Linked DNA regions of Canis lupus: region 2 is linked to region 1. Evidence: chromatin contacts called from public Hi-C data. All regions are on one chromosome and are shown on one strand. Each heading gives the region's core, a stretch centred on a gene start, on an enhancer-like site or on the middle of the called end of the contact. The rest is flanking DNA. Distances are from core to core; before and after follow the strand shown.

The links. A called contact is a pair of places that touch in the nucleus more often than the background predicts.
Region 2: a contact with region 1 is called in a Hi-C map of skin fibroblasts, with 3 times the contacts expected there. The contact joins the enhancer-like site here to the promoter of LOC119872360 in region 1. A contact is called at or near these places in 5 of 9 Hi-C or Micro-C datasets (amygdala, blood, liver and 1 more).

What each region holds. Positions count from the first base shown.
Region 1 is chr6:59,160,976-59,166,257 of UU_Cfam_GSD_1.0, reverse strand. It overlaps LOC119872360, which reads right to left and starts at 2,373. Exons shown (of 2, transcript XM_038538912.1): 1 at 1,894-2,373; 2 at 1-194. The coding sequence starts at 1,973. The coding sequence ends at 32.
Region 2 is chr6:59,348,114-59,353,395 of UU_Cfam_GSD_1.0, reverse strand. No RefSeq gene overlaps it. Among named protein-coding and RNA genes, the nearest start is that of LRRC8C, 150 kb to the left of the region's middle. Within about 2 kb of position 2,920, at least 4 of the 20 cell types and tissues checked have an H3K27ac peak or open chromatin away from gene starts, as enhancers often do.

The DNA of each region.
Region 1 (5,282 bases), core at 1,124-3,623:
TGATTTAATAGAGCTTCCTTAGGCTCTGCAGTTACACCCTCCGCGGTACTCCACTGGTCATCCTGGGAAAATGTCTGAGTAGAGCTGCAGAAGACAATGACAGGACATGCAGTAGGACATCTTCATTACTTTCAGCTTTAAAAATTAAATGAAGCCAAGTATAGTGAACATTTTTCTTTCTCCCCTTCAGTTTCCTGAAGCAAAAAAACAACAAGGAAATTAAACGGCATGGGAACAAATTCCTTGGTCTTATATTAATTCCTGAGCGAAACATCACAAAATTATGACCCTTCTTCCCTTAACAATTTGTATCAGTGGAAAGGCTTAGATCATAAGACAGCTTTGGGGAGAATAGTATACTATGTAAATAGGAACCTCTACTTCCTCCTGTAAGAGCATCATGAATCTGTAGGGCCAGGGCACATATTTTGTCAGAACAACTAGAGCCAAACTATGCCATTTGTATTCTCTCTCTCCCAGGCAGGTTTGGAGCAAGAGAAGAAGCGAAGGAAGAAGGGGGAGTCTTCGGAGTTAGTAATTTTGTCCACTGATCCCAGCCAGGGCAAATAGATCCCTGGAAAAAAACCGGTACAGACCCCTTCCCGGCTCCAGCCGTCCTCTTATCCTCCTACTCCATCCTGCCCTTCTCTCCATACCTCTTTTTAGAGTTTCTGAAAGGATGTGGTTGGAGGGGTGGAAATTGTAGAGAAGCGAGTGGAAAACAGCAAGTAGACTCAGCATGAGGCGTGTGTCAGAAAGCTCCTCTAGTTAACCTTCCCCATTTTCTAGCCTTATGGCTTCCACTTGTTAAGTGACCTTGGAGAAATACCCCCTTGTCCTCATCTGAAAAGTCAAAGGTTTGGGTTACAGCTAGATGATCTTCCAATGCCCTTTAGGCCTGACAACTGGGACTCTCTGCTGTAATTCTTTGTTATAGGTTGCACTCCCTTTGTCCAAGACCACGCAAACAGGCATGTGCTTTTCGTAGGGGTCTGTTTTAGAAGCTCTGGGCACCTTCCTTTAAAAACAACTCACTTTTCTACACTCATGTGTTTCTTTAAAAACAAGTATGAGGATTGATTGGTCAGAACAATGTGCTTCTGGGAACATCTGGTGGCAAGAAGGCCAGTGATTGAGCCAATGCACTATTTATCTCTCCTTAAGGACTACATATTGGCCAGAGTATGACTCTGTATGCTTCTCTTCCTTCCTTTCTCCCTCCCTTCCTTTCCTTCTTTTTTTTTTTTTCCCTTCCTTCTTTTTAACAGGATTTAATTCACTTTCTTTTTCATTAAGATTTTATTTATGAGAGAGAGAGAGAGAGCGAGAGAGAGCGAGCACAAACAGGGGGAGAGGGAGAAAGCAGACGCCCCACTGAGCAGGGAGCCCCATGCGGGGCTTGATCCCAGGCCTCTGAGATCATGCCCAGAGCTGAAGGCAGCTGCTTAACCGACTGAGCCACCCAGGTGCCCCCACTTTATTTTTCTTGTATAAGACTATGTGATGGCACAGCTGGCGCCCAGGGCCTCTGCACGGACACTCTGCTGTGGATTTCTACAAGACAGCCAGTGAGTTCCTTGGTGATCACCGTGTCTTTCCAGAGGTCAGGGGTGAGAGAGCTGTGGGTCTTGGGAATGGTGGCAACGGGCCTGGGCCAAGTTGCCCAGGGCGGCAGTGCAGCCCCTGGCCGAGGAGTGCGGTTGTCAGGCCTGGCTGGCATCAGCAGCTGCTGGGCACGGGGCCAGGCCGGCCCTCTGGGGACAGGGCCGGGGCACCTCGTCTGGGACAGAGCGGGGCTTGGCCACCTTGTGCCCTTGGTCGCCTGGCTCCATGGGGATGATGGAGAGCTCGTGGCCCCCCGGGGGGCGGTGGCTACGCCCTGGGAGCACTTACCCCCAGACGTCTCCAGTGTGAGCTCCAACGGCAACAGACGCCTTGAACCCCGATCGCTGGCCAGTAAGGGGCTGCGTCATCTTCGAAACCTCATCCGGGAGGGATGCCCCCTGGGAAGGGTCAGTGATCTCAGGCTCCCTGATGGCGGGCAAGGGGCAGATCTCTTCCAGGGACTTGATCCCCGCCTCCTTGACCAGGCGGCCCAGCTGGGTGACTGACGGGGATACACTCCTCCTTCTCCATCCTGCCTCTGCCAGGGCTCCACCATGGGGGAGACCCCAGCCAGGGTGCTGCTCCCATCCCAGGGGCTCTGGGCCCTCCGGGGCCCTCCCACAGCACCAGTGTCATCCATTTGGTGTTTTCTCAGAGGAAAAGCTACTTTCTTTTCTTCAAGCCCGATCTCAGCTAGTTCACTCTTCATCAGGACTGCAGATGAAACTACAAAAGACGAAGTAAGCTTCTCTTTCAATGGGGCTCCCGGGTGGTTCAGTCGGTTGGGCATCTGCCTTCCGCTTGGGTCATGATCCCAGGGTCCTGGGATCGAGTCCTGCAAGGGACTCCCTGCTTTGTGGGGAGTCGGCCTCTCTCTCTCTCTCATGAATAGATAAATAAAATCTTAAAAAAAAAATCAGTTAAGTCTCTTTCTAAATAGCTTAAACAAAAAAAAAAAAGCCTCTCTTTCAAGACAGGAGAGTGAGCCTATGTGTGCTTACCTCCCTGCTAAGACTCCACTGGAAAAAACATAAACAAGTATGAAAATAAAAAGTGTGTGAGGAGAAGGGATAGAAGCCCACAGAGTAGACATCTAAAAAAAATATCTGAAAGATAAAAAGTGAAAGGGGACCGTTATGGTTGGGTGAGGCAGAAAGTGCCATGGGCTAGAATATGCAAGATAAAGTGGCAATTGGAAAACTTGGGAAAAAGCAAATCCTGAACAATAAAGTCAGAGGCCACACATGAAGCGAACTACAGTCAGGCATGAATATAAGCAATTAACAGAGTGTAAGAGGCAAGCTATTTGACCTTGATGTTAGAAATAGCCTTATTTGAGAGACCCAGGGATTATAACAGTGAGTTCATGGGAAATGTCATCCTAGCATATTAATATTGAACAATGTTCGTATCGATCATAAAATATATGTAGCATATTGGCTTGTTTCCATTATTTTATATGTTAATAAACTTTAGATTTTATTTATTTAAAGATGTTATTTATTTATTCATGAGAGACTCACAGAAAGAGTCAGAGACACAGGCTGAGGGAGCAGCAGGCTCCATGCAGGGAGCCTGATGTGGGACTCGATCCCGGACCCCCAGGATCACCCCCTGAGCCAAAGGCAGATGCTCAACTGCTGAGCCACCCAGGCGTCCCGATAAACTTTATATTTTAAAAGAGTTATAGATTTACAGAAAAATGTAAAGATAGAGAGTTCCTCCATTATTAACATCTTATGTATTATCCATTTGTTATAATTAATGAATGAATATTGATATCTTATCATTAACTTTAGTTAATACTGTATCATATGTTATCAGATTTCTTTAGATTTTCCCTAATGTCTTCCATTCCAATTGCATTTAGTTATCCTGTCTCCTTAGGCTGTAAGAGTTTTTTTAGATTCTCCTTGTCTCCGATGACCTTGATAGGTTTGAGGAGTATTGGACAGGTATTTTGTAGAATGTCCCTCATTTGGGATTTGTTTAATGTTTTTCTTATGATTAGATCGGGGTTATGGGTTTTGCAGGGAACATTGCAAAGGTAAAATGCCATTTTGTCACATCAAACCAAGGAAGCCTACTATCAACATGACTTATCAACTTACCACTCTTGTTGACCTTGATAACCTGGCTGAGGTAGTGTTTGCCAGGCTTCTCCATTGTAAAGTTACCCGCTCCCCCATTCACACTGTACACTTTGGAAGAAAGTATATAGGCTTTTAGCTTCTAAAGTCAACCTGTACACAGAGTAGAAAAGAATATTTTGTGGTTGCAGTACAGAATGTAAACATTAACAGTTTGTTGGTGGTAAAGTGGTGCTGACAAAAATGAAAGGCAGAGGAAAAGTGGAACAAAAAAGAGAGCAAGGTATTGGTCCCCCCAAAATGGGAAGGGGGAATATCTTCCTTTTCTAGAAAAGGAAATGCATGGATACTCTATTTAAAAAATAGAAATTTGGGCAGCCCCGGGTGGCTCAGCGATTTAGTCTTTCATGAATAAATAAAATATTAATAAAAACGATTTTAAAAAATAGAAATTTGAGTCCTTATTTGAAAAATAAACATATAGTTCTAATAGAGAAAATAAAAAGCTATTATTGCTATTGAACATTAGGAAGAGGAGGGTAGTATGAGATACATGCTTATTTTCAAACTGTGGAATCAATCGATATTGACTAAAGTTGGTAATCTAGGGGATACCTGGGTGGCTCAGCGGTTGGGCGCCTGCCCCTGGCTCAGGGCGTGATCCGCGGTCTCAGGATCAAGTCCTGCATCGGGCTCCCTGCCTGGAGCCTGCTTCTCCCTCTGCCTGTGTCTCTGCCTCTCTCTGTCTGTGTCTTTCATGAATAAATAAACAAAATCTTAAAAAAAAAAAAAAAGTTGGTAATCTAGGAAGAGAGATACTAAGAGTGCAGTGGAAGGAAATGCCAATGATCTCAGCCCACATGAAACCAGAGTTTTTGCAGAGGGGACCAGAGCTGAGCAAGAGGAAAGGCTGTTGTTTTTCATTGGAAGCTCTTTTATACTATTGCATTTACTACCATGTACACAAATTGTTTGCTTTATTTTATTTTTTAAAAATTGTTTGCTTTAAAACCAAAGATGAGGGACACCTGGGTGGCTCAGCGGTTTAGCACCGCCTTCAGCCCAGGGCGAGATCCTGGAGACCCAGGATCGAGTCCCACATCAGGCTCCCTGCATGGAGCCTGCTTCTCCCTCTGCCTGTGTCTCTGCCTCTCTCTCTCTCTGTGTCTCTCATGAATAAATAAATAAAACCTTAAAAAACAAACAACAAACAAACCAAAGATGCTGTGTGGATGGTGCCAGGCCTCATATTAGACCACCTATTATGACCCATTTTGTGTACAATCCACCTTCGGTGATCCAAACCAACCAACCATTCACACAAATCGTGCTACCACGTGGTGTTTTTTTTTTTTTTTTTTGAGGCAGAAACCTCACTTCTGAGAAAGTAAAGGGGTAAGCTTAGGTCTTTGATTTGTAGGAAAGATATTAAAAAAAAAAAACTTTTGTTTCCCTTGAAATAAGGATTAGGAAGATTTCAGTTGCAAAGGAGAATTGGCTGGAGGATGCATCAACTGTGTCTGGCTGAAAAGTATGGGCAGTCGGTGGAAATCCTCTGTGTTTCCTGTGTTTAGCGTTTATACAACA
Region 2 (5,282 bases), core at 1,671-4,170, 190 kb before region 1:
GAGGGTAGGGATAGGTGATCTTACCAAATATTACCCTAGACCCCAGATAAAAGAGGCAAGTTGATGTCAAGTTATACAATTGATTCACATTTAAATTCTTCCTGATGTTCAGGTAAACTGAATTCATAAATCTAGAAGGCAAGTCTTTCATTGATCATGTACCCAGTGCATTGGAACTACTATGTTGGCCAGTTTATGGAAATTATGGAAATAATTGGAATTATTGGAAATATGGAAATTATGATAATCCTGGACTCCTCCCACTCCCTAATTCACATCCAGCCAGGCACTGTGTCCTATAGAGACTAATTTCTGAATGTCCCCAGAGTCCCTCCTGCTGGCTAAGGCTGAGGCTTTCCTGGTGGGGCCTCAGGCGAGGCCCTGCCACATTGCTTTCCTTGGGGCGGGGGGTACTTCCATATAGGAGCTTAGAGAACATCTGAACCATTCATGCTCCTTCTTGAAATACTCACCAGAATTTCTAAATCCCAAATCCCAGGACATATTTTGATTAAGAACTATTTCACAAAATCCAGGACCTAGGGAAGATCATCATCACAGAGAAACAGGCTGAACTGACAACCAGCATCCCAGGGACCGATCCTTCACTCCCCAGATATGGCCTGAGTGTCCACTACATGCCAGACAAGGCCCTAGACCGCATGAAGAGGATAGGCCCAGTCCCTGCCCTTGAGGCTCTTACACTCGAACTTTCACGGCTACTGCCCATGGTCCCCACCGTTCCCTCCACTTCTCCCTCACCCCCACCCCAAGCTTGAAAGCGCAGGTAGGAACTCAGCCTCCGCTGTTCCTTCATTTCCTAGACTGGGGCCTTTATGGACAGTTGGGGCAGGGGGAGGTCAGAATGGTAGACTCGGGGAGCTGGATGACAGGGATGTCACCCTCTACTATGTCAAATCGCAAAAGAACTTGAATGAAGCAGATATTGTTTCTAACACCAAAGGAGCTTAGGGAGTAAGAGCTATGTTTTCATTCTGTGTCAAAAATGATGTTTTGGTGTCCCAAACACTCCTTCTATATATATATATATACATAAGGCCACAGTCAGAGAGAGTCCTGGGCTGGCCTTTGGAGACCTGAGTGTCACACGGAGTATGGCTGGGACCTGTTCAGATGATGATTCAGTCTTCAGTGTGGATGAAGCCACTGGGTCTCCTACTGGTCACAAATACATTTTCTTTTCCTCATGGAGTATTTGTCTGCTAAGATAAAGCAAACCAAAATGAAGATAAATATTACCTAGATCCATGTTGGAAGAAAGGTGAGGTTGTTGAGGGAGGAAAGACCCTTTATGATCGTTTCATCTGAGGATAACATTTCCTACCTCATCAGGTTGCCCCTACTCCTCCAGTACCCCCTGTGCTTGGTGGGATAGTGTCCACAAAATCCACATCCACCAGGACCTGAGAATATGACCTTCTTTGGAAATACAGTCTTTGCGGATTTAATGAGTTACGATGACACCACATCAGAACAGAATGTGCCCTAAAGCCAATGGCTAGTGTACTGAAAAGAAGGCCATGCGAAGACACAGGGGTGTACACAGAGAAGGAGGTCATATGATGGCTGAGGCCAGTTTGAGAGATTGAGGTGGAGCCACGGAATGCCCAAGGCCACCAGCAGCCACCAAAGTCTAGGAGGGGGAGCATGTGCCTGCTGACACTTTGATGTTTGCCTTCTAGATTCCAGAACTGAGAGATTAAATCCTGCCCCCTGGTTTGTGAGACTTCATTGCCCTAGGAGATGGGCCCCTTGCCTGAGGCCCGGGCGTCAGTGGATGCACCAAGCTTGGGTGGGGTCCTTCTGGTAGAAAGCCTGCCTCGATTGTGTAAAACTGATTCAAGACCCAGGAGGAGACACAAAGAAGAGAGAACAGTGGTCATGAGCCTGGGAAGCAGCCAGATGATGGCAGTGCCCAGGCTGTGGCAGGTGTAGCCTGGACCATCAGCCTCTGCTTAGCTGCCAAGTACAGCCTGCCTGGGCTCCTGGGGAAGCCAGTACTGAGGAAGTACTTTCTTCCCAGCAAAAAGTGAGGAAAGGCGACACTGAGAGTAAACCCAGGCAGACCTTTGGTGTGGAGAGTTGGGCAGGCTGAGGCTCAAGAAATCAGGGTTGCAGAAAAGCCCTTTGATAGGCTCCATCCCAGAACCACTAGGCTGTGGCAGGTGTTGTATGCCATGGACGTGCACTCAGACTTTGTGCAGATGATCTTTTAGAAGGGCAGGAAATGTGAATTACAGAACGAATGTGGCATTGCTACCCCAAGAAGAGCTGCCGTCACGGTGTATTAACGCAGACTTTGTGGACCCTGCTCCTGACAAGACAGTAGGCCGCAGGTGCTCCCGGATTCCAGACGGGCAGGCTACCGGGCCAGGCCGGACGCGCAAAGGACGGGGCTGCGGACTGGTTTTGAGAACCCAGCTGGCTACCCAGCCCCGGCCTGTGAAAGAGGCTGGGGAGTCTGAGCATGAGGCCAGGACCTGCAGGAGGAGGGTTAGGTGGGTGGATGGTGTGGGGTTCACCCCAAGGCCCCACAGTGTGCAAGAGGGTGGCAGGTCTTCTGGAGCAGTTGACATGTGTCCCTGGAGGTGGGACTTGGACTGGCGTCTGCCCCTTGCCTAGGAAATCTAAAGGGCAGGAGTGTGACTAAAGCTGCCTGTGGCAACCACGGAGAGGCTGCAGTTCAGGAAGCAAGTTCCCTCCGCTGACAGCAGGTCAAAGGTACGTGTTTACCAGTGAAACAGAAGCGCAGACAAGGAGGGTTTGCTGCATATTGACCTGGAACCTCCGCAAAGGGACTTTGCCCCAAAAGGCCATTACTGAAGGTATCTCTTGAGACAGGGCTCAACCCCCAAGAACAGAGTTAAGGGGGGGCCTCAAGTGGCCAGTCCGTGAGGAGATCATGGAGCTAAAGTGCAGCTCCAACTCCCCAGGCCCTGGGTATCTGCAGTCTCAGAGTAGCCCTGTGACCAGGAACCCACTGGGAACACTTGGCCAGCCCTGAGAGCACCAGCCACTGCTCCTCACCACCTAGTCAGTAGAACCTTTCTGGCCCCCTCCTGTCTCCCGCCCCCACCCCCCAATCCTGGAGGGGCCAGAGATTGCACCTGGAAGAGGGAGGCGGCCCTGGCATCATGAAGAGAGAAGAAGCTGCCCACGTCCCCCTCTCGTGCTGATTCCGTCTGATTGATTCCGTTCTTAGTATTCCTTGGGACTGGGCAGGGCTAATTACTAACCTGAGCCCGTCCTGAGACCTGAAGGTGACCGGAGCACTTTTCCTGATCTGCGAGGGAGCAGTACGTTGTGGGGGTGGCCAGGGGTCTCAGCTGAGGGAAACTCCCCGCTCAGGGTGATCTATAAGGGCAATCATGGGAAGAAACTACGTTTGCTTTATGACTGGCTCTTTAATTCCTTTCCTTTCAATTACATTCTGAAAGAGAGTTGTGTGGTGTGGAGGTGCATTTGGCAGGGGTCAGACCTAAGGAGGGAGGAGGCGGCCTGCCTGGGTGGTTTGGTCTGTTGGGCGTCTGCCTCTGGCTCAGGTCATGATCCCAGAGTCCTGGGATCGAGCCCTGAGTCAGGCTCCCTGCTCAATGGGGAGCTTGCTTCTCCCTCTGCCTCTCTCCACTACTGCTCATGCTCTCTTGCTGTCTTTAACAACTTTAAAATTAAAAAAAAAAAAAAAAAAAAAAGGAGGTGGGGAGGAGGTGAGGGAGAGCAGAGACAGGGCCCAGGCTGCAGGGAATCTGGAAAATTCACAGCCTCAGCAAAAGGAGAGGTGAAGAATAAAGGAGGAGGAAGCCTAGGAATTTATGGTCACTATGGCCTTTCTGAAATACTCTTATGAGAGACAGGGTAGTTTGACTTCCAGGTCAAGAACATGGTCACTGGGGGGGCACCTGGGTGGCTCAGTGGTTGAGTGTCTGCCTTTGGCTCAGGGCATGATCCCGAGGTCCTGGGATCGCGTCCCACATCAGGCTCCCTGCAGGGAGCCTGCTTCTCCCTCTGCCTATGTCTCTGGCTCTTTCTCTGTGTGTCTCTTATGAATAAATAAATAAAACCTTTAAAAAAATATGTCATAGGAAGTGATCTCTGGATTAAGTGATTAAGTAAATTAGAGATGGAAAACCAGGAAAGCTGGTGGTAGGGACCATCCAGGAATTGTGAACACATCCAGGATGATGACAGGACTTGAGACAGAGAGAGGGGCTGTGAGGGTGGTCATCAGTGAGTAAGAAAGAACAGCCAGGAATCCACTGGAGCCTCAGAGAAACAGGGTTCTGTGGGTGTGACCAAGAGTTGAGAAGATGGATGATCCAGATGGATCTACGGAAGGGCTTGGGAAAGAGGGCCTGAGTGGAAACAGCTGGAGGAGAGGGAGCACCAAATTTGTTGGGGGTGAAATCACAGGGCGACAAAAGGGATGTGACACAGAGGTGATGGGGTACAGCCTTGCCGTTCCAAGTGTGCTCTGAGGACCAGCAGCAGCAGCAGCTCCCCTGAGAGCTGCATGTCAGACCCTACTCTGCATCCAGACCATCTGGATCCGATTCACACTTGACAAGCTCCCTCGGCGGTTCTGCGCACATTAAAGTTTCATTCTAGATTATGGCAAACTTAATCCAACTATAGCCTAGAAGGGACACCATGAAGTTATTACATGTATCTGGATATTCCCTTTCTTTTTCTTTTAGGTTTGCAGGGGGCTGTTACACTGGCCTCCAAAAGTATGGAAATAAATGTTAGGAGGAATTACAAATAAGCTTTTGGGACATGGTCCCTCACAGGTGGATGGGCTCAGACTGCCATGATGATATTAGAGAATCTGGTCTACTGTGTACCCTGTGTGGATGGCTATTTGGTGCAGAGAGTGTGGCTGAGGGGAATCGAAGCCAGTTTCATGTCTGGACAGACTAAATAATTGAAGAGAGCAAGCAAAGATAAAGCCCAAAATATCTCTTCATCAGTTTTGCTTGCTTCATGCCTGACATCCCACATATCTCCCTCCAGCAGCCAATTCCACAAATATTTGCTGGCGATGAACCAGGGGCCAGGCAGGCACTCCGAAATATCCCTTCTAGTTTCCAGAGCCTTTGCAGAAACCTTATCACATTTTAATTTTTACTCTCATAATCACCCTTTCAGGTCAATAAGAAACATAGGCTATACTTTCTCTAGTCACAGGCCTTGAGGATTTGCCCCAAATCACAGAGGTAAGAAGTAAGTGAATTGGGTGGGATTTTAATCTAAATTCTCGAACC